Linked DNA regions of Zea mays: region 1 is linked to region 2. The links are chromatin contacts, called in public Hi-C maps. All regions are on one chromosome and are shown on one strand. Each heading gives the region's core, a stretch centred on a gene start, on an enhancer-like site or on the middle of the called end of the contact. The rest is flanking DNA. Distances are from core to core; before and after follow the strand shown. Region 1 holds the start of LOC542114. Region 2 holds the start of LOC100857066.

Region 1 (4,917 bases), core at 1,401-3,900, 570 kb before region 2:
TATTGCACCTGCAATATTGTGACAATCCAAGTATGCAAGATATCAAATAGTTAAATTAGTTAGCTGAAAAAACAAATGCTAACTTTCCTACAAAGAGGTGCTACCATGATGCTGCTTCTTCAAGAGCAAACAGAACACCGCCAACAGGTGCACGGAAGGCAGCCGCCACACCAGCTGCAGATCCACATGTGATCAAATCTCTCCTGTCTCTGTCATTCTTAAAGTAGCGTAGCCAGTTACAAGTAAGATGATACTTGCGTGATCCACCCTGACCAAGCAAGTTGGCAATGCATGCCCCTGTATGTACCATGGGCCCTTCCTTTCCTAGCACGAATCCAGCTGAAACTCCAAGTATTGAACCAAAAATCTGCATGTGGAAGATTTCAGAATCGATTACTTCTACAGACACTTATAACCCGGGCTGGTATTAGTACAGTTTGTTGTCAGTTTCCAATGTAAAATGATTCTGCCAAATCAAGGAACCTTTCCCTTATTCTAAATATACAAACATCATATTCTGTATAAGATTTTCTAACAGAAATATTTGGTGTATTTTCGTAAGGACGAATGCCACTCTTTTAGGATCACTATCAGCATAGGCCTTCCTAAGAACAAATTACTACCACCAGTCTGTTCGTTTTTTTATATATAAGAAAGAAAATATAAATTAAAAAAATTGCACTCGATGCTCAATGATGTGAATATAGGGTGATATCATGGACAATGAATGCTGTAATTCAAAATTGATAACAATACTTTCGCTTGCTACTTGGAAGTAAGTTAGTGTTAAGTTTCTTCAGGTTCATATTGCTTCGAGGAAAGTCCCTAAGTTCTAGGGTCTATTTGGTTGAACTATGGGTTATGGGCCGTGAAAAAAGCTGGTGGCCTGTGAGCTGTAAAAAGCTCAAAACTATTTGGTGGAAGCCGTTAAAAGTTCTTCTATATATTTCCAAAGTTCTTCTATTCAAAAGCCGCTAAAAGTAGGTCTAGAGGTGCTTTCAATTTTGCACTGCGAGAAAGCTGACTTTTGAAAGAAAAAAATTGTTGGCTGCATTGGACCCTTTGGTTTGGCTTGGGGGGGAAGACACAGTCAATAACACTCAGTTGAGCTTACTAGTCCCAAGATCCTATTCCACAAGCTAATCAGAAAAAATGCACATGGTGTAAACAAAAACGTTTAGAACATAAGGTTTTACATATGGTTCTAAGTCAAAACTTACCTTAACAAAGAGTGTGCTAGGAGCTAATATAGAATAGGCATCAACCCCATTAAGATAAGCTTTGACTTCAGGAATACCAGACCCAGCAGCAGCAGGTGCAATATAAGCACAGATTGCTGCTGCAGCTGCTGCCAAAACTAAATTGCAACCTCCATACACAAAAAATGCTCTAATATACCTGCACTGGAACAACACACAATTATTAATTTACTTCAAAGTACTCTGCATATTCAATCCAATGAACATTTATTACTAATAGTAACAACTTTTTATGCGATGAGCTAAAGACCACAAGGAGATGTATGGCAAAGCACAAAAACAACAAAATGAAACTTGTCACCAGAAAAGAAGCTGAAACGTCACCTCCCCTTGAGCATAAGATCGCTCGTGAGCAGCAATTTGAATCCAGCAATGTTCTCAACTGCAAGATTGTTGAAGAAGCCGACAAATCCAGTTAATAGGCCAATAAGGAGCACCAAGCTCCACTTGAGTACGATGTACTGAAATATCTGCTTCTTCTTTCTTGATCGCCAGTCCTGCTTGAAAAGGTCATTCTCCACGACTCTGAAATATGCAGGATATTGAAGGGTGTAAGGAAAGGACCAAAGTGTGCATGAACATTTTCTTTATTTTTGCGATTCAGCAACCATTAAATTACTCTTGGAGGTCATTACACGAGCTGCCATATAGGATGCTGGCACCGCTCCATTTCATAGTTCATCTTCACAGAACAATATCTGGGAATATTTATATTATAGGAACTAGTATTGTTGTGTACCCATCTACTTGCCATTTTACTTAGAGAAGAAAGGAAGATTGGACATAAACATAACTTGGCATACTAAAATTCTACGCAGCAAGTAGTAATCATTATGGAGTTGGCATGAATAAGGAATATGCGAGCATGAACTGATGAAGGAGGCAGTAAGATACTATGTCCTATAACCCGGAACTGTGACGGTTGCTTCTCGCAACGGTCGAACCATGAAGAACAGCTACAGGAACCAGAACCACAACCACAGTTGCTGATTCCTTGTGCCAAGTGAACTAAAAAGCAACGATCGCTCTAAATTCTAACCCACGGAAGAAGATCAACCGGGGTAGGTAGCAACAAAGAAGAACGGGAGACTATGCTTCCCATCTTCAGGATAGGCTGGAGAAAACCCATAAACTTGCAAGCATGGAGAGAAATAGTCAAGGGGGAAAAGGAGAAACTAGAATGCCTACTCGTAGTCCAAGCTCTCGATGGGGCAGACGTTGGCACCGACGATAGCGATCTGCGAGGTCGTGTTCACGGTGCGCTTCCGCAGCAGCGGCTGTTGCGTGCTCCCGCGGTCGGCGCCGCCGTCGTCGTAGCGGAGCAGGGCCTCGGAGGAGCCGTTGTGGTGCGCGCTCCACGGCGGCGGGCCCCCGGCCCCGGAGCCGTCCATGCTCTCGATGTCGTAGCCGTAGCTCCCCTCCCGCTCAGGCCGGCGGGGAGGCCGCCGCGGGGAGTTGCCGTCCATGTCCATTGGACGCCGCGCTCTGCTGCGGTGTTCTCGACTCGTCTGGTGTTGGCTTTGCCTTGCCTTGACGGTCTCTTGGATTACGCAATGTCCGAGCAGAGCCTGCGAGAAATAAATTGGGATGGTAGAGTTGAAACGATTAGGATCGCGTTAATTACTCCTATGTGGCTATGCAGAGGGGGGGAAAAGATTGTGGGGTCAACACGTTACTATTCCGTGCGTGTTGTACAAATAATGGCTCATTGCTATTATGGTATACAAGATTATCCGGAAATCAAAACCAGAATATATAAAGTGTTTGGTTTAAAAAATAAATTAGTTCATCATTTTTTCACTTCTTATTTTTTGTTTGTTTATGAAATATAATGAGTTAATCCATCGTCACCTTATTTTCTATAATTAGTTAATGTTAACATAAGAAATAAGATTATCTCACTAAACTTGAAAAATAAACGTACGATACATCACTTTTTCTTAGATGAAATGATTCCTGAGACCAAACAATTCTCGCAGTATCCTACGCCAGTACGCCAACATGACGCTGGTAGAATTACCTCAAAGTTGGTTGGTACAATACAGTAGCAGATTCGAACACTCTAGGCGCAAGCAACCTGGAACGAAATGGGCGGCCACATGTGGGCCACGCCGGATGGGCCCACAGGCCGGGGACCTGGCTGGCGGTGACATCGCACGCACGGAGGCTGGACCATCCACACACACCGCGGTGGGTCCTCGAGCCACGTGGAGTTTCTGCGGAGACCTGGAAATGTTTATTTTTGTTCAGCGTGGTCTCTTTTTGTATTACGGGTATGGTGCACGTTGGTTCCCGCTTCAGAGGGGACGGACGACGCATCGCTGTCGTTTTGCCGACCAAACGTCGGATTTATATAGTGTTTGGGTTTAAAGACTAATTTTTAGTTCCTCGTCTTATTTTATTTTAGTTTCTTAAATTACTAATTATAGAAACTAAAATAGAGTTTTAGTTTCTTTATTTAACAATTTAGAGACTAAAATAGGCTCCATTTGTTTTGAGGGATGTTTTAATCTTATTTAGTCCCTAAATTATCAAACTGTAGAATTAAAATGGGAATTAAATTGTTTTAGTCGTTAGTCCTTCAAGAATGACTAAAAGGGACTAAACCATATTAATTCTACCTTTTGAGTATTCTTTATTTTAGTTGTATTAATGTTGGGAGGATGCTAAGAGGTATTTTGGTCCTCTTATGATCTATTTAATGTGTCCTGAATATTTTTTTTGTCTCTAGAGCCAAATAAAGTAGCGACTAAATTTTAGTCCTCTAACTGAACTTGAGTCCCTGGACTAAGAGCATCTCCGACAACGTGACCTATAAAAATGCCTTATAATTTAAAAATAAGTAAATTTTATAGAATTTAGGGCACCAACAAAACAGCCCGCTCCAACAGTAAAGCCCCAAATCTAGATTATAGGACAGTCCACTACGATGTAGTATATTTGAGGCACTTGAGAGAGTGCCCTATAGTTTTTTGACAAAATTTGTTGAATTAAGGCACTGTTGGAGTGATTTTTCCTGTGTAGAGCCCTATATTTCAATTTGAGGCACTAGTTTGAGGCATTGTTGGAGATGCTCTAAAGAAACTAAACATATCCTTAATGTCCTTAGTTTAATTTAGTTTATTGCCCCTTTTCTTGTTTGCCGTCCATCATCAGCCTTATAAAATGCGCAGTTTAGTTTCCTCTATGTCCATGCATAATCATGCCCATCGTTTTAGAGCCATCATGTACTGCGATTTGGATGATGACTAACAACGGTATGTCTGTTTGATATTGAATATAAGAGTCAGAGGCACAACACATAGGCCGCGTCATGTTCATGCCATCGTATTTCGTGACAATAATAATACTAATCGCTCCATCTTAAATTATAAGTGGTCCTTATTTTTTCTTAAAAAATTAAAACATTCCAAATTTAACCAAATTTATGTAATAAAATAAAAATATTTGCGATATCAAATATAAGCAGATTCGTTTTTTGTTAATTATTTTTCTATTTTATATATCTACTTGATGCTATAGCGTATTGTGATTTTTTAAAATAGTTTTAAACAAACTCGAGATACTTTGACGTACCAAACAAGTTGAAGTATTTTATAATTCGAAACTAATGAGGTATGACACTACGGATCCACGTCATCGTCATGCCGTGACAACA
Region 2 (4,732 bases), core at 1,453-3,952:
TTAGTAGAACAACACTCATTTCACCAAATTAATTCAGACAACATAACTCTATCTATATTTTGAATTCTTCCATTGCTTACACCACATACAAATGGACCAAATTACCCTATTCATTTCATCGCCCCTTTTTATCTCTTTTGTCCGTAAGAAAAAAACATAAATATATAAAATACACGAGCTCCATTTTTATAGTGTTAAGTTCAAATAGGCATATATTTTTTATGAAGGAAGAAGTCTATATCTAACTATTAAACTTCAAACTCAGATACTTTTAGCATTAAACTGTTAAAATTAGACATACTTGGCTCACCGAAAGATTTGTTACTATACTTCCTCTATTTTTTATTTGACGTGGTTGTTTTTTTCTCAAAAAAAAATTAATCACTCATCTTATTCAAAAAATTGTATGTCATTTAAAAACTACTCCCTCCATCTCAAAACATAGTTTTGAAGTTTAATGATTAAATCTAGATTGAAATAGATAATCTATTCAATCACTTTGGTTGAGATTTTAGAATTTTGATAATAAATCTAGTTCAGAAAGATGAATTAAAAATACCTTGGTATGGAAAGTTTGAAACTATTTTAAAAAAATTAGAGAAGTCGTATAAAACGTGTCATAGGCGAGTGAGTATAAGGTTTATTTTCAATATAGATGTAGTAGGCGCGGAGAATCCATGAAACAATACTGATTTGAGACAACGTTTAGAAAATAACATCTGGTTTTAAGCAATTAGTAGAAAAACACATGTTTGACCAAATTAATTCAAAAACAACACTCAATCTATATTTTGCATTCTTTTGTTGCTTACACCACATACAAATAGACCAAATTACCCTATTCATTTCATAGCCCCTTTTTATCTCTTTTGTCCGTAAGAAAAACATAAATTGATAAAATACACGAGCTCCATTTTTATAGTAGTGTTAAACATACAATAGACACATGTTTTTTATGAAGAAAGAAGTCTAGATTTAACTATTGATCTTCAAACTCAGATATCTTTGACATCAAACTATTAAAAACTAGACTTACTTGGTTCACCGAAAGGGTTTTGATTGTACTTCCTCTGTTTTTTGTTTGGCGTGGTTGTTTTTCTCAAAAAAATTAATCACTCTCCTTATTCAAGAAAATCATATGTCTTTTAAAAACTACTACCTCTATCCCAAAATATAGTTTTGAAGTTTAATGATTAAATCTAGACTTTTTCCTTTATAGAATATCTATGTTTATGTGTATGTTTAACACTGTACTTAATAATACAACTTATATATTTGTATGCATTTATGCTGTTTTTATGAACATAATAGATACAATACAAAATAAGGCAATGAAATGTCAGGAGCAATCTGATCCATTTGTTCGAGGTGAGAATTAAAATAATAAAAATATAAATAAAGTACTGTTTTTCAAATTCATTCGATAAGACTGGTATTGTTCTCTGAATTACTTAAAAACGAGCGTTATTTTCTCAAACATTGTCTCAAACTGAGCTGTTCCGTGGATTCCTGGCAGCAGGCGTGGCGAGGAGGCAAACCGCGGAAAACGACGCGGTATCATCACTCCGCTTCGCAGGACAAGCACGTGTGTCGAGCAGATGCAGCTCAACGGCTAGCGAGGCACCAAAAGTCAATCGCAGAGCCACGCCCACCCAACCCAATTACCTAAGACTGTCTTCAGCGGTTACCCCTAAATTTCTTCCCCTATATCCCACTCACGTGCCACGTCAGCGTTCTCTTCCCCCTATATCTCCACCCTGTACAGCGGTTCCCCCTAAATCCTTCCCCTATACCCCACTACAACCATAAAATATCATTTTCTATACCTACTTTTCACCTCTTATCAATTTTTCATCTACTAATAATTGGAAGTGGGCCCACGTGAACAGTATTAGAGAGGGTGAGAGAGGCACCACAGAACGAGGGGGAGAGAGAAGCTGGCTAGGGGGAACATCCGCGTAGAGCGCCGGGTAGCGCGAGCCGTTGAACGTATATCGCGTGCACTGTAGCCCCCCAAATTTGGCGTGTGAGAGCGGCAGCGTTATCCGTTGAAGACAGTCTAATGATCCAGCTCCCCCCCCCCCCCCCCCCCCCCAAAAAAAAAACCCAACGCGCATGGATTGTCGCGGTCTTGATGAAGAATGAACAGCATGATAGTGGATGCACATTAGCACTTTTCGAGATGTTGCAGCGTTTTTGAGATCCTGCAACTTCATTCTGCAGCAGCTATAGCGTTTTTGAGAGGTGAAAAGCTGCAGCATTGTTGACACGATGCCCAGCTCTAATGAACACAGCCTAGCTCATGTTGCCACCAATGAGAGCCCTGTTTCTAATGGCATGTATAATTGATGTTTTGAGGTTGAGCTATGTCTTCAAGTGTGTCTAATAGAAAAATATAAAAAATTCAAGACACATATCTTAATGAAGACACTGTATTTTCTTGGTTCTATGATCGAGACATAGAACTGATTGTTTGGTCAATTTAATTTATCAAACGCTCTAATTGATATAATAAATATAATAAGACATAATTTTTAGATATATCTACTGTATTATATTGTGTTTTAGCTATGTCTTACTTAGGTTTTACATGCCTGAAGGGCTGAAGGCCCAACTGGGTCCAACCTCTCTGTTCGGCAAACAGAGGGCTCATTTGTTCTCATTGGAAAAAAAGGTCCAGCTGAAGAAAGGCGAGAAGCCCAGGCCCACTTGTACGCGACTCGCCAACGCCTTTTCCCCCGGGCCGCTGCGATCGCGCCCTACCGGGAGACCGGCGACGGCGAATCGACGAGCTCGCCATGTCGGCCTTAGCGGCGGGCGGTGGCGCCGCCGCCGATGGTGCCCCGGAGGCGACAGCGGCGCCGACAAGGAGGGAGAAGCGGAGGGAGCGGAAGAAGGAGCGCCGCCGGAGGGCGCGGAGGCAGGCCGCGGCGCGCGCTCGTGCGGCGGTCGAGGCGGAGGCACCCGCGGTCGACCCCGAGGAGGAGCGCCGACTCCTTGAGATCCAGGAGGCCGAGGCGGCTGCTGAGTCCGAGCGTGCGCTCCGCGCCTTCGAGGACGCCGAGCGCCGGTGGCTCGAGGCCGCCGCTGCCCGCGCCGCAGAGAAGGCCGCGGCTGCTGCGGCCGAAGAGGATGCAAGGGCTGCGGAGGCTTCCGCTCGAAACAAGGTTATCTCTCCCCGCCATTTCGCAGCTCCTTTAACTGAAAAGTATTAGCCATTTGACAATCCATGTATCCCTTTTCTGCTGCTGGGACGAGCTTGATGGGCTAGTCATTGTTAGTAAGTAGGATGCCAGTTTCTATAGTCACCAATCACCTATGTATTTTAGAAGTCAACAGACTCTTATTCTTCATTTTGATGTATATATATTTTTGGTAGCTTAATCCATCTGTTGAATCCTCTCTGTCAGCAGTGTAATGCATGCTCACATTTTGCACATGTCAATTCTTTATGTAAGTAGCGGAACTCTTATACTCTAATATGACACTAGGAGTTGGGACAATTTTCTGCTCACACAACACACAATGCCATCCCAACCTGAGGGTTTGGGTTACATGTTTATAGCTGCTGGGCAGCCAAGCATATGCTGAGATGCTGTCTAAAATGCTGTCCTAGATGTCGTCTAGTTTAAGATGTCCTAGATATCCTATAGTCTAAGATGCTGTCCTCCACAAAATGACCACCACAAAGAGTTATTCCATCACTTTAAATTCACTAGTTCATGTTTTCAAAAATAAGTTGTAGAAACATTCTAAAATAGTGATCTGGTTACAATTAACTTCCCTCTTGCAGCCTAAAGATGGCCAAGGAAACCAGTCAGAAGAAGATAGTGAATGGGAATATGTTGAAGATGGTCCAGCAGAAATTATATGGAAAGGAAATGAGATCATTGTGAAGAAGAAAAAGGTTAAAGTACCAAAGGGGTCCAAGGAAAAGCTGCAAATTCAGGAGGTCACATTCTATTTGTTATAAATTTCTGTTGGTTCTATTCCTTATGGCTGCTTGTGGGGCAATTTTTTTGAACATACTGCCGATAAAGGTTACTCTAAATGTCTTGTAGGAAGATAGACCTACATCAAATCCGCTCCCACCACAGTCTGTTGCTTTGGCTGCTCATAGGAGAGAACCTTCTTTGTCTGCTCAAGAAGTACTTGACAAAGTTGCTCAAGAGACTCCGAATTTTGGAACAGAACAGGCATGCTCCATTGTTCTCTATCTATTAGGACAGAAATGCCCTATATATTTATTCTGTTACAACAGAAATAAAATACAACTTGTTCTCTACTTAACATTTTACCTTTTTCTGTTTCTTTTATTTCTTTAGGATAAGGCCCATTGTCCATTTCATCTCAAGACAGGGGCTTGTCGCTTTGGATTGCGCTGCAGCAGAGTTCACTTTTACCCTGATAAATCAATCACATTGCTAATGAAAAACATGTATAACGGTCCAGGCCTTGCTTTGGAGCAAGATGAAGGGCTTGAGGTTTGTTAGAGGAAATTCTCTAATGCATAACTTTGTATCCTTAAACTACTGTTTATTTACGTTTAAGGATGCTCAATTTTGGTTTCATGGGCAGTGCCATTTTAAGTTGTGATAGTTTAATACTAAAGCAAGCTCATGTCAAAATAACAAGTATTCCACTTTAAGCTTGTAAGCCTTTATAAGAAGACATGAGTATAAATAACTGACTACTTGGAACTATTTGAATTTTTTTAATCTACTGCTCAAGA

Evidence for each region. Hi-C and Micro-C count contacts between places; a contact is called where the count stands out from the background.
Region 1: a Hi-C map of leaf shows a contact between it and region 2, with 6 times the contacts expected there. The contact joins the promoter of LOC542114 here to the promoter of LOC100857066 in region 2. A contact is called at or near these places in 3 of 25 Hi-C or Micro-C datasets (ear, leaf and tassel).

What each region holds. Positions count from the first base shown.
Region 1 is chr5:177,702,782-177,707,698 of Zm-B73-REFERENCE-NAM-5.0, reverse strand. LOC542114 reads right to left here and starts at 2,650. Exons shown (of 7, transcript NM_001111746.1): 1 at 2,448-2,650; 2 at 1,584-1,784; 3 at 1,221-1,398; 4 at 105-367. The coding sequence starts at 2,650.
Region 2 is chr5:177,131,840-177,136,571 of Zm-B73-REFERENCE-NAM-5.0, reverse strand. It overlaps LOC100857066, which reads left to right and starts at 2,702. Exons shown (of 9, transcript NR_182137.1): 1 at 2,702-3,167; 2 at 3,794-3,952; 3 at 4,062-4,196; 4 at 4,326-4,484.